Linked DNA regions of Ovis aries: region 1 is linked to region 2. The links are chromatin contacts, called in public Hi-C maps. All regions are on one chromosome and are shown on one strand. Each heading gives the region's core, a stretch centred on a gene start, on an enhancer-like site or on the middle of the called end of the contact. The rest is flanking DNA. Distances are from core to core; before and after follow the strand shown. Region 1 overlaps CPED1 (cadherin like and PC-esterase domain containing 1). Region 2 holds the start of CPED1 (cadherin like and PC-esterase domain containing 1).

Region 1 (5,878 bases), core at 2,320-4,819, 130 kb before region 2:
GTTTTGTAATAACTAAATGCAAAGTGAGCATTCTAAATTGTAAACAAGTTATTATCTGGATTTCTTTGTATATGTATAATTAGTTTTTATCTGTATTTCAACTACCATTCAACAGAAGAATAAACTCCAGGAAAAAAGGCCTTCATCTTGTTTGTTACCTTATCAGTCGAACCTAACACAATGTCTAGCATATGAGAAGTGCCCAGTAAATATCTGCAGAAGGAATCAAAAGACTCATTTAACCCATAGGAAACTAGTCCTATTTTTCAGATAGAGAAAGTGGTTCAGAGAGATCCAAAGACTGGCCTGAGTTCACAGAGTTGGTTTAAGAATCGTCTTACTGCACATCCATTCTTAGGCCCCTAGAGGTCATGCTTTGGGGTTTTTCTTTTTAGTTCTGTAGATCCAGCAGTATAGACCCAGTACTAAGGATTTGTTTCTCTCTCCTTTAGAGTAAAAATGCAACTGGATATATGCTTCTCATTCAGCCTGAAAGATGTCATCATTGTCCTATTCATATTTTTAAATCACATTTCTTTTTTAACAGTAACTCCCAGAAAGCATGAAAATGTAACACATTTCCTCAGCATAATGTTTTTCTTCCGTGACTTCTGAGTTTAGTGTGATAATTTCACTCTCTGTTACTTGAGGACATATTCTTTGTGTAGATGATTTGGGTAATCAAGTATGTGGAAAAATCCTCCTGCCTTCCAAATACATCTGGAATCAAATTTCTGGTAGAAATCATTTTGGAACAGTAGTTTTTTTTAAACAGGTAAAGGAGACTGATGGCTGGAACTATTGGATTCTGGAAGACTATAGACACCAGGCATCAGGAAACTGGTTTAGCGGGGGACACAACCACGTATAGATACATAAGCTACAATACTTTGGCCACCTGATGCAAAGAGCCGACTCACTGGAAAACACCTTGATGCTGGGAAATACTGGAGGCAAAAGGAGAAGAAGATGAGACGGTCAGATAGCCTCATGGACTCAATGGACATGAGTCTGAGCAAACTCCAGGAGATAGTGAAGGACAGGGAGCCTGGTATGCTGCAGTGCTTGGGGCTGCAAAGACTCGGACAGGACTTAATGACTGAAGAGCAACAACAACAAATATGCAGGGATAGCTGGAATTCCTCTCTTGTTGCCCCTTTCTCCAAATGGTAAAACTTGCTTCACAGAGGTTTTACTAACTAGGTTTAAGTACAGAGGTGAGAGAGAGAGGACAAGCTGTTATGAGAGAGAGGATAGAGTGAGGGGTGTGGGGACGCTCCATGTCAGGAAATGAGGAAGTCAGAGAATGATTGCTTTACTGGAAGATGCTCAAAGAGAACTTAAAAAAGCAAACAAATAGTCTGTATATTATAGTACGTATAGAATATAGCATATGTGCAGAATCTTGAGAAAGAATCCATCTTCATCTGCCTCAGCAACGTTCAGAGAAATGAAAGATAAACTTTCAGTTCCGCCTCACGATACTAGGTCATCTATATAATTCAAAGAAATTCAGGTTAAAAACCAATCTGAGGTTCAAGTTGAAATCAAATAGCAGTACACAAAAAGATACGCAGATAAAAATAATGTGCTCTCAAATGCTCAGTTGAAAGTGCTAGTGACAATGTTACAGTAATTTTTTTTTAAATTGTGTATTGCAAAATCTTCTTAAATGGAAAACAATCTCCTGTAACTTACAAATGTTGATATTCCAAATAATTGTGTGACCTAGGCAATTTAAATTGCACTGAAGATTTACCACCATTCAGAATCTCTACTTAACAATATATCCTGACCACCGCAACCTGGATCATCAAATGATTTTTAAAGAAAAAATATGTATAATCCAGTGAAAGAAAATGGTCGAAGATTTGCTATCCAAGTACAGTATTTTTGCCTTCTCTTTTTCCTTCACTGTTGGATAGTGCAGGAAATACCTACAAAGACCACTTGGGGGCAATACAGTATTTTTGTTTTGCCTCATCACATAGCAATGTAGGTTTCTGAGAAGACTGCGGTTTCTTTCAAATTTGAAGCCACATTTTAATATATGGAAGGGAAAAGGCTGTATTTCATCTTAAACTTACAATGCATAAATCACATAAGACAAATGCAAGTCAGATTTTCTCCTGAAGGGAGCAAAAGCCTGGCTTCCTTTAGCAGACAAATCAGTCTTACCTAGTTGGCACATCTGGGAATATTTTGTATCTAGTTTGTCACAGCCTTAGAGATACATCTCAACGAATAAAGGAAATTGTTAATAGAAATGTTTAAAATGACAAACATGCAATAATCTTCAGAACATACTGGTGCAAAGCTATTTTGTTTCTCTACCTAATGTGAAAATGTAAATATCACCTGTCTTCTCCACTAGGTATATGTTTTAGAATAAACTTAGGCATTAAAGTAATTAAATTTTAGTGATATTTGCTGTCATTGTCTTTACTATCATTAGTTTGCATTCACATCACATTTTGTAAAGAGGTTATTACTGATTATTCTTTTCAACAATTTGATGAGTGGAGTCTCTATTCCAAGCCATTTCTCTCCCTTCTGCCTGCTGAGTATTAAGTATTGTGTCAAGTACTGAAGGTTTTTTTTTTTAATCAAAAGTAAACAGAATCTCTTCTTTCAAGAATTTTGCATGTATTTAGGCAAGTAAATTTTTTTGCTTAGTTTTTGTTCTCTTGATTCTTTCACTTTACCTGATTTTTTTTTCCTCCCAATATATTTTCTTGCCCTCAGAAGATCCTGAACATTACCACAGGGATGCAAAACTCAGGTGAGCCTTGTTGTCCAAGTCTAGGAATCAAAGTTATGAAATTAAATTTAGCAAGTCTCTTGGTGCCTTCTCAGAAACGGAAAAACTCAGGAAGATGGCAGAGTTTTGCCTTGATTTGTGGGTCCATTACCCAAAGATTCACCTTAACAAATCTTTAACATCTGGAGGTTAGTGAAGGAAGAGACTGGGCTTCCCAGATGGCACTAGTGGTAAAGAACCTGCTTTCCAGTGCAGGAGACATAAGACCCGCGAGTTTGATCCCTGGGTCGGGAAGATCCCCTGGAGGAGATCCCCATGACAACCCACTCCCTTATTCTTGCCTGAAGAATCTCATGACAGGAAGCCTGGAGGAGTAGTCCATAGGGTCGCAAAGTCGGACACGACTAGTGACTTAACATGCACAGACCCACGAAGGAAGAGATTATGGTGCCTCTGTCTTTGAATATCTTCCTGGCTTAGCTAGCTCACCTATTGAAGAAATAATGAGAAACTGAAAAATTAAAATGGTGTTCTCTGTGGATGCTTAAACTGCTTTAGAACATTACTTACAAGAGACCTCATTTTTCAAGCTCATTTTTTATTCTAAACACTTGTTTGTTTGTTTTTTATAATCTTCTGATCAGCGAAGTGTAACAGAAATCAAGGCAATACATCTGTATGGGATAATGACAGAAAGAGGACGAGCCTTCACAGACTAACTTACAAGAGCTTCTATGATGTCCACAGGCCATGGACTTCTATTGGTCTTTGCAAATCCTGGACGTCTTCCTCATTCCCACCCAGATGTCCACTAGATGGCGCCAGGGAGAAGTGCGTTTTGAATAAGACAGGCAAAGGGCTGTAAGGTGGAAAGTGAAGAGAAGTGAAGTGAAAGCCGCTCAGTCGTGTCCGACTCTTTGCGACCCCACGGACTATACAGTCCATGGAATTCTCCAAGCTAGAATACTGGAGTGGATAGCCTTTCCCTTCTCCAGGGGATCTTCCCAACCCAGGGATCGAGCACAGGTCTCCCGCATTGCAGGCGGATTCTTTACTAGCTGAGCCACAGGGAGCAGGCAAAAGTCCTAAATCCCCAAATACCACCGACATCTTCCATCTCTTAAGCTTCCTAAATGCATTCACTTACCTCACCTGATCTCACACCGAAGTCCCTGAATATCGGTTAACCTCCCATTTTTCTGGATAGATAATTGACACTTGTCCATTGTTGTTTTTTTTTTTTTTTGCATTGAAATAATAATTAGCAAAGTATTCATTAAGATTAGATTTCACCTTTATGTTGTCACTACAATGAATATATAATTATGTGCCCATATCAGATAATCATATCAGTTCACTACATCAGTTCAGAAGAGATAACAATTAACAGAGATGGTTTATATAAATTCATTGTATTTATTCTCTGTTGTAGAATCTACTCTTAAATATTTCTTCAAATTTCAGTTTTTAGCAAGTTACAATTAATAAGATACCTTTAGTAAAAATGGTAATGATAGACAATCATTCATCGACTAATATTTTTTGTGCACCTGGCACTCTCCAGAGTTTGCCTACAGTTCTGAAAGCTTAGGGTCATATGTTTAAATGGTCATTTTGGATCAAGTAAATGTGACCATAATTAATGAATACTTTTCTTCCTATTTAGGCTAATAATCCAGATTCCATAAAAGAATAAATGAATGAATGTACAGAATTACTTGAAAGCTTTTATGGGACAAGGTGGAAATGAATGAGTGAATGAAAGAAATGAAATGAAAGTTTTCAGCACAAGAGATAAAGCTGCCTTCACCACACCAATGCCATTAACAGCATAACATTGCTTTGCATTTAGGCACTTTAAAATCCTGTGCAAAATAATCATTCTTTTTCTAGAGCAAACAGATCTGAAATAGTATTTAACATCAGTGTAGGTTGATAAGCGTTAATTTTGCAATTATTATTTGGGTTTTATTGTAATTCAGCTCTAGTCACACATGTTTTTAATTTTATGCTGGTTATCTATAATTCCTATTTATATAAAATCATACTTAAAAATGAACACCCTGATGCAATTTTAAAATTTAATCCAAGCAAGAGTAGACTAAGTAATACATCAGCTCGTTTCACAAACTCCCAGAAGCAGGGTTTTATTCACATTCTTCCTACAGCTGACATAAATCTCCCAGGCCTACAGAAGAGCCAGATGCTCAGTGAAAAAGTCTTTTACAAGGTCTGTTCCATAGTCTGCAGTCTTAGACGTAAAATGAAAATCAGAAGAACACTTCCTCAAGTTGAAAAACTGTATTGTAACTTGATACCTGCTTCCAAAGATATTACTCATTTTTACCTTGGGAATATATGAGCTATCTCATCTGACATTATGAAAGGCACAGCATAAATATCAACGACAAATGAGGCTAACTTCATCCCTGCAACTGTGTCGTTTCCAAAATTGAATAAGAGATATATGCATCCATGAAAAGGGGTCCTTGTAAATAACAACATGCCCCTATTTGCCAAGGTTCACTCTCCCCTCTGTACACATCTGCTGATTCCATCGATGTGAGAGGGAACCGGAAATGGAAGAATGGTCCCCCGAAGGCCAATGCAGCGGGGATAGACAGCTGGTGATTTAGAGACTGGGCACGAGCTTGCTTTAACTTTGGTTTACATTGGAGATGATTCTCATAGATACTGACTTGAGCAAAGCCAGCAATGTCCTGTGTTTTCCCATTTTTATCAAAGTGGCCTTGCCTAGAAATTCAGATGATGACATCTATTACATTTACTGGAAGGCACACAGGGGCTGAATTAAAACAGTTAGGGAGAAAATAGCCTTGAGCAATTTCTTCACATGGTTAAACATTTTTAAATGATTGCTGATGGAATTCATTCCAAGTTTGTATCAAGAGCTGATTACATTCAAGGAATTATCCTCATGTAACTTTTGAATACCAAATATCAACAAAAGAACATCTTCGAATATGGAACTGCAGATCGAAACAGGAATTTATTTAAATTATGTCTCAGCTAGACAAAATAAGGCTTCGGCTAAGTCTTCTTCCAGAAATCATAAGTCACTCCAGCAATACATTTTCATCAAAGCAGTCAGCTATG
Region 2 (5,660 bases), core at 1,271-3,770:
TAGATGTGTTCCTAGTTTCATTATTTGCTTTTTTGGTCATATTTCTTGGTCAAGATATTTCTTGACGCTACTGATAAAGTCACTCAAACGTTTTCAAATTTTCTTTGTTCAAATCTGATATTATCTTGCATTTCATTTAGTTCTTTCAGCTGGGGTTTCACAAACTGTTATTAGAGCTTTGAATTTACTTTTATTTAGAGAATCAGCACTGCAGTAGGGACTAGGTGAATGGACCATGTCATGATACTTGCCTAAACTGCCCTGAGTGTCATCATGCCCACATTACCAAACTTAAAGAGTTATACGTCTGAAATGAAATATGTGAAAGGTTTTTTAATTTTTTGTCAACAACATCTTCTCTTTTTAATTTTCAAAATTCTTTTTAGTGTGAAAGCTTTTAAATCAAGATAGTATGGTGTTAGCAATGATGGTAGCAGTAAGTTGAAATTTGACAAGAAATTCTGCTCCAAACAATAACCATGATCATAGAATCTACCTAGTTCTACAAATGTAAGCTATTGCTTACATAAATTATCTTACTGCACTACCTGCTGTAGCATAGAAATCAGTGATTTTGTTATCATGAATATTTGTGCCTGTTTTTCTGTTTTAGGCTGGTTTGTTTTCATTTTACTAACAGGCACAGAGTGGTATAGTAAAAGAAAAACTCTGTGTATTTCCTTGTGCCTTGTATTTTATTCAACACTTAACAAGTAAGATTAGTAAAGTTAATTAGGATAGCATAAATAAAAAATAATCTGCATTTTCCTAATTTTATAAGCAATAAAATGCACTGTGTCAATTCTTTTGAAGAAACCTATTCCGCTATTTTTAAATGCTTCAGAAATAAATATATTGCTATAGAAATGTGCTCAGCAATAAAATAGACATAACCAATTAGAAAATGTAATTTTGGAGTAACTTGGAGTCTAGGATGGTCCAGCCATTCATACAGACTACCTTGAGAAAAGAGACAGTCAATGTTTGCCAAGTTTTATGAATCTTTGATTTATGTTCCCAAACTGTAAATCTTCAAATCTCTTAGAACCCCAATTTTAAGAAAGAATTCACATCACCCCCATCCTCTCCAAATGGTCTAATTCATTTAGCTGAAACAAAGTGAAATTCTGAGAAAGAAAATAATGACCAGGACTCTCCGGAAGTAAAAAAAGAAGCTGAAGCTAGCATGTGTTTCGCTGTCATAAGGTCACTCTCTGGGCTGTGTATACTCTGGATCCTTTTCAGACCTCATGGAAGTTAATTTTAGTCTTACAGAAGGAACAGAGAGAAGCAGACTGCTATCTTTGCTGAAAATGTCAGGGCTAAGCTTATGTCCAGCCTTACCTTTCCAATCTCCTGTGCATTGTCAGAGAGAAGGAAGCACTGCTTGTCCAGGAAGAGTCCTTTGGTGCATCTGCTTGCTTGGGTTTTGGTGGGTGTGTTTGGGGCAGCCCCGGGGCCAGCAGCTGCAAGCTTCTTTGTCCCCCAGAGTGTCAGAGTCTGGTAGAAGAGACAGATTGCCACCACCAAGCCCACCAAGAAGGGCCGGGAGCAAAATCGCCGACGACAGAGGAACATTAGACGACAGATCATGACCAGTTTCACTTCACTTGGCCCCTGTCCACGTTGCCGAAAAAGTCATAGCAGCTATTTTTTGTCAGCATGAAAAAAACCAAACTGTCTTCTTTTTCCACAACTTTAAATCACATCAAGATAGCGCCATCTCCACTTAAAAACTTTCCGAAGCGTCCTGCCAAAGAATCATAGATCCCAAAAGCCTGAGGCGGTTAGTAAGAGCCCTTCCATGGAGGACAGTAAAAAGTGGCCGGCCTGACTTTGAAAAAAAAAAAAAAAAAGACATCAAAATAATAATAGTTGTAACTAAGAACCTGAGCGTACCCTAGGCTGCCAAACTGTTGCTTCTGGTAATGTCTTATTTTTCACAACATCCTTAAACTCAGTAAAAGCTTCACAGGAAAAGAAAAGCAACACTAACTAAAGTAAATCTGGAGGCTAAAAACAGCCGCGGAGAACGCAATAGGTTTAAACCAAAGTGCCTGTTGCACAGCTGGAAGCAGGCCAACTCGCCTTAACAGTTCCTCACTTTTCCTCCGGTTTTAAAGCAGTCCCGTTTTCAGTCTTTCGTGGTTCTTAACTGTTTCTTTCCCTTCATTCCGTTTTAAATTGCCACTTTCCTCTAAGCCTTCAAGGCTTTTGACAGAAAAAGGAAATACACGGTCTGAAGGGGCATGGTTATCATCACCCGCAGGGTTTGGCTTGTATTTGTTTCATTCCGTTTCAAGTTCAAAGTTCTCTGTACTTACTCAGTTTTCATCCTTTTAGTCAGGAAAAAAAAAAAGTTTCCATGATCCCCTAATGGATGGCTGATTAAAACCACTCGGAAGGAAACACCCAGTCGTATGATTCCAATTCATCTCCCACCCACGGACACACGCGCGCACAGACAACACAGACCCGCACGCGCGCGCTGGCCGCGCTCGAGGCTAGGATCCTGGAGCCGGAGGAGCGGGGAGCCCGGCCCGCGGGGAGCCAGCCCCCGGCCGGAGAGAAGGCGGGGCTAAGGCCCGGGCTCCCCGGTCCCGGGCTGGGGTGGGAGGGTTGGGGGGCGGCCGGAGCGCTCTATGAGTCCTGCATCTGAGACGCCTGGCTTCCCCAGACTGGAAGCAACGTTGCTCATTTCCCCCTGAAATGTGGCTGATCACCCAGAGCTGCAGAATTTTAAATATATATTTTATGTCTATCCCCTTATGTAATTTCTTTTCCCTAATCCAGCACTGAAAAAACAAGTAGGCTTTCATCAACTGATGACAAAGGTCGAGGGGAAGTGTAAAGCAGACTCGGTGCGTGAGTTGAGAGGATCTTCACTTGAGGGAACTGCGGTCACCGCTATGGGGATAAGAGGGTCACGGGGACTTTCTGGACCTCAGCACATTGAAGTCTGTTTTATGCACTGATTTCACCGGAAATGATCTATGATCTTTTTTTCTACTCTGAACCCAACTCCTATCACATCATTATTCCTCTCCTGGACTAAACTGAATCTTTAATTGCCTGACACTGGGTTCCCCCAAGGACTGGATTGTAGCTGACATTGGTAACTTTGGCTCAGCAGAAAGGGGTACACAGCGGGTTTTGTCTAGAAGTCAACTCAGTCTAATGCTATACAGAGTGCCACCAGGAACCCTTAGCAGGGCAAGTCTGCAGACTCCATCCACTTGTGCTGAGTCAGCTGAGGACATGCCAAGGAGAAAGCAAACTGTCTAGTACCTGCTGCTCACCTCTCTGGATACCCAGGACGGGCTTAGGCTCATAGCAGACATTCTTCCATGGCTCCTCTAAATAGGTTTTTGTGACCTGTTTCTGACCCAAACTTGGTCCTGTGAGCTGAGGTTCTCCTGTGAGGCCACACCCCTTAAGTGATCCCATCCCTTCAGGCACGCTCCTGTCACTTATATTTTGTGAGACGGAGCGCCCCCTACGGGTGCCTCGCTATTATAGATTCAGAGATTAGGGCGTCTTCTAGCTTGCTGAGACCAATACTTGAACACCTTAAAGCTTCAAAGAACAAGCATTCACGCTAAAGCTAGATTTACCTCGGACCCTTGCATATATCCCCTCCAGTGTGTTTAATATTGCTTGATTTATAGATTCAGAATCCTCAATCCCATGACAAATGAAGGCACAGAGGAAAAGGAAGTGGCATTCGACTTTCAGAAGCCAAGGAAGTATGAAGAGGGAACAGCTAAACAGCAGAGTTGGAAGATATAGTTTTGGTACATTCAGTGTAATTGAGAGACAGTAGGAGTTATGAGATCTCTAAATTGGAATTGTCCCTGTGTTGATGTGATCCAAGGTGAGACCAAGTTCTTCACTAGATGAAAAGGAGCGGACATGTATTTCTATCAAGGCAAAAAGTCTGAAGACTGAGTATGAGGAGCCTGAAGTGTTCTTTTGCTGCTGTTATTTTGCTGTTGCTGCTGCTAAGTCACTTCAGTCATGTCCGACTCTGTGCGACCCCACAGACAGCAGCCCACCAGGCTCCTCTGTCCCTGGAATTCTCCAGGCAAGAACATTGTTGTTTTGGGGCATCATTAAATTGTTGAGTACAGGCTATGAGAGAAAGCACAAACCAGATGCTAAAATCATATTGTCTTTGAGCTGGGAGAAGTGAAAGACAACAGCATAGTTAATTTCACAGCTAAACTTCAAATAACAGGAATCAAAAAGAAGAGGGCAAATTAGTGTTTTAGAAATGATACCGGCAGATTGAAAAACCCAATTTTCCATTTTAACCACTGAGTCTGAGGGAGTGAGAGAGACAGTAAATAAAACAGTATCTGCAGAAATGAGAAAAGGGATTGTTAAGAGTGGAACAGTAGGAAGAAGAGGTGGAAAAAACAATACACATAGACTAGGGAGTCCATTGACAACATTTGAGGTAGCCCCAATCTGGATAGAATCATGGCACCGCCTCTTATCACTGGTTTTAAACAAGTGCTTTGTGAAATGAAGATAATATTAGTGCTTCCTTTGAAGTGTTGTTGGAGTGACTAGATGACAGAATGTATGAGTTCTGTACACATGTGTTGGAAGAATGCACGCTGTTAGGTCGTTGATCCTGGGGCTGAGTTTAGGATCTGTTTTGGTGGCAGATACATGAACAGATAATTATAAAATAATGGGCCTCTTGGAGAAGCCTCCAAAGCAAACATGAGCACTTGGTATTAGTCCTCTTTCCTTTATTCTGTGAAGTGGGGTTGGGTGGTCAATGCTAGTTTGGGAAAATGAGAGCAAGTGTGGGATGGGAGTGAGTAGAAGGTGGAGGCTACACGTGGGAGGTATCGATGCCCTAGGTGCGATGGAAGGTGAAGTAGCATGTGTTAGAGTTTGGAAGCATCAGAACAGGGAACAGTAAAGACAGAGAGTAAATTGGTTCAGTGAGAACAGTAGAAGGGTAATACACAGAAGCCATATATGAACCTGTGGATTCTGGCAGTGTTTCAGATTGAATGTTCTTGTGCATACAATTTCATAAAGTACCTCTTCTCCTAAATCATTTCAGTATTCAAGGGCCTGTATTTAAGCAGCATTAACCTGGGCCAATAGAGTGACAGGTCTTTTAGAATTCTATAAACTCAAGGTTGGACAAGCAATCTTCCTCTTTAAAATTCTCCAACACAAAAGATCCTCTTCTATCAAACATATGGTTTGGAAACGGAGGTGAAGGGGGAGGTTAAATTTAATAGCTGTTGTTTGAAAAAGTTACTTTAAAAATTGTTTTATTTTGTAAGCTAGAGAAATAAAGCTATCTCTAATAGAGAAGGTTCCAGTATCTGATCAGGAACTTTGGCAAAGTCATTTCTCTCTTTGAGTGTCAGCTTAGTCATAAAACACGGACTTCAGTGACCAAGCTCAAAGGTCACCTAAGGCTCCAAGGTTGTGCTCATAGGGATATATTTTTGACATGGATTTCCTCTCTGTTGTATCCTGATAAGAAGAGGAAATCTTCAGATTCTGGGCCCTCTTGGCTTCCTGCAAGGCTTTCTCGTTCAAGAAGGCTCCTGACTACTATGATGTAATATCCAGCTATACATACTAGTGGTGATGCTGTGAGTTAAGTTCTGGGGGTGCTGTCAGCC

What was found. A called contact is a pair of places that touch in the nucleus more often than the background predicts.
Region 1: a contact with region 2 is called in a Hi-C map of liver, with 6 times the contacts expected there. The contact joins the enhancer-like site here to the promoter of CPED1 in region 2. A contact is called at or near these places in 12 of 16 Hi-C or Micro-C datasets (blood, hypothalamus, liver and 7 more).

What each region holds. Positions count from the first base shown.
Region 1 is chr4:87,240,537-87,246,414 of ARS-UI_Ramb_v3.0, reverse strand. The region is part of intron 6 of CPED1 (cadherin like and PC-esterase domain containing 1); the gene reads right to left. Among named protein-coding and RNA genes, the nearest start is that of CPED1, 130 kb to the right of the region's middle. Within about 2 kb of position 3,569, at least 1 of the 54 cell types and tissues checked has an H3K27ac peak or open chromatin away from gene starts, as enhancers often do. A contact at or near this core is called in liver, where this site is marked.
Region 2 is chr4:87,107,904-87,113,563 of ARS-UI_Ramb_v3.0, reverse strand. CPED1 (cadherin like and PC-esterase domain containing 1) reads right to left here and starts at 2,520. Exons shown (of 19, transcript XM_060414813.1): 1 at 1,345-2,520. The coding sequence starts at 1,593.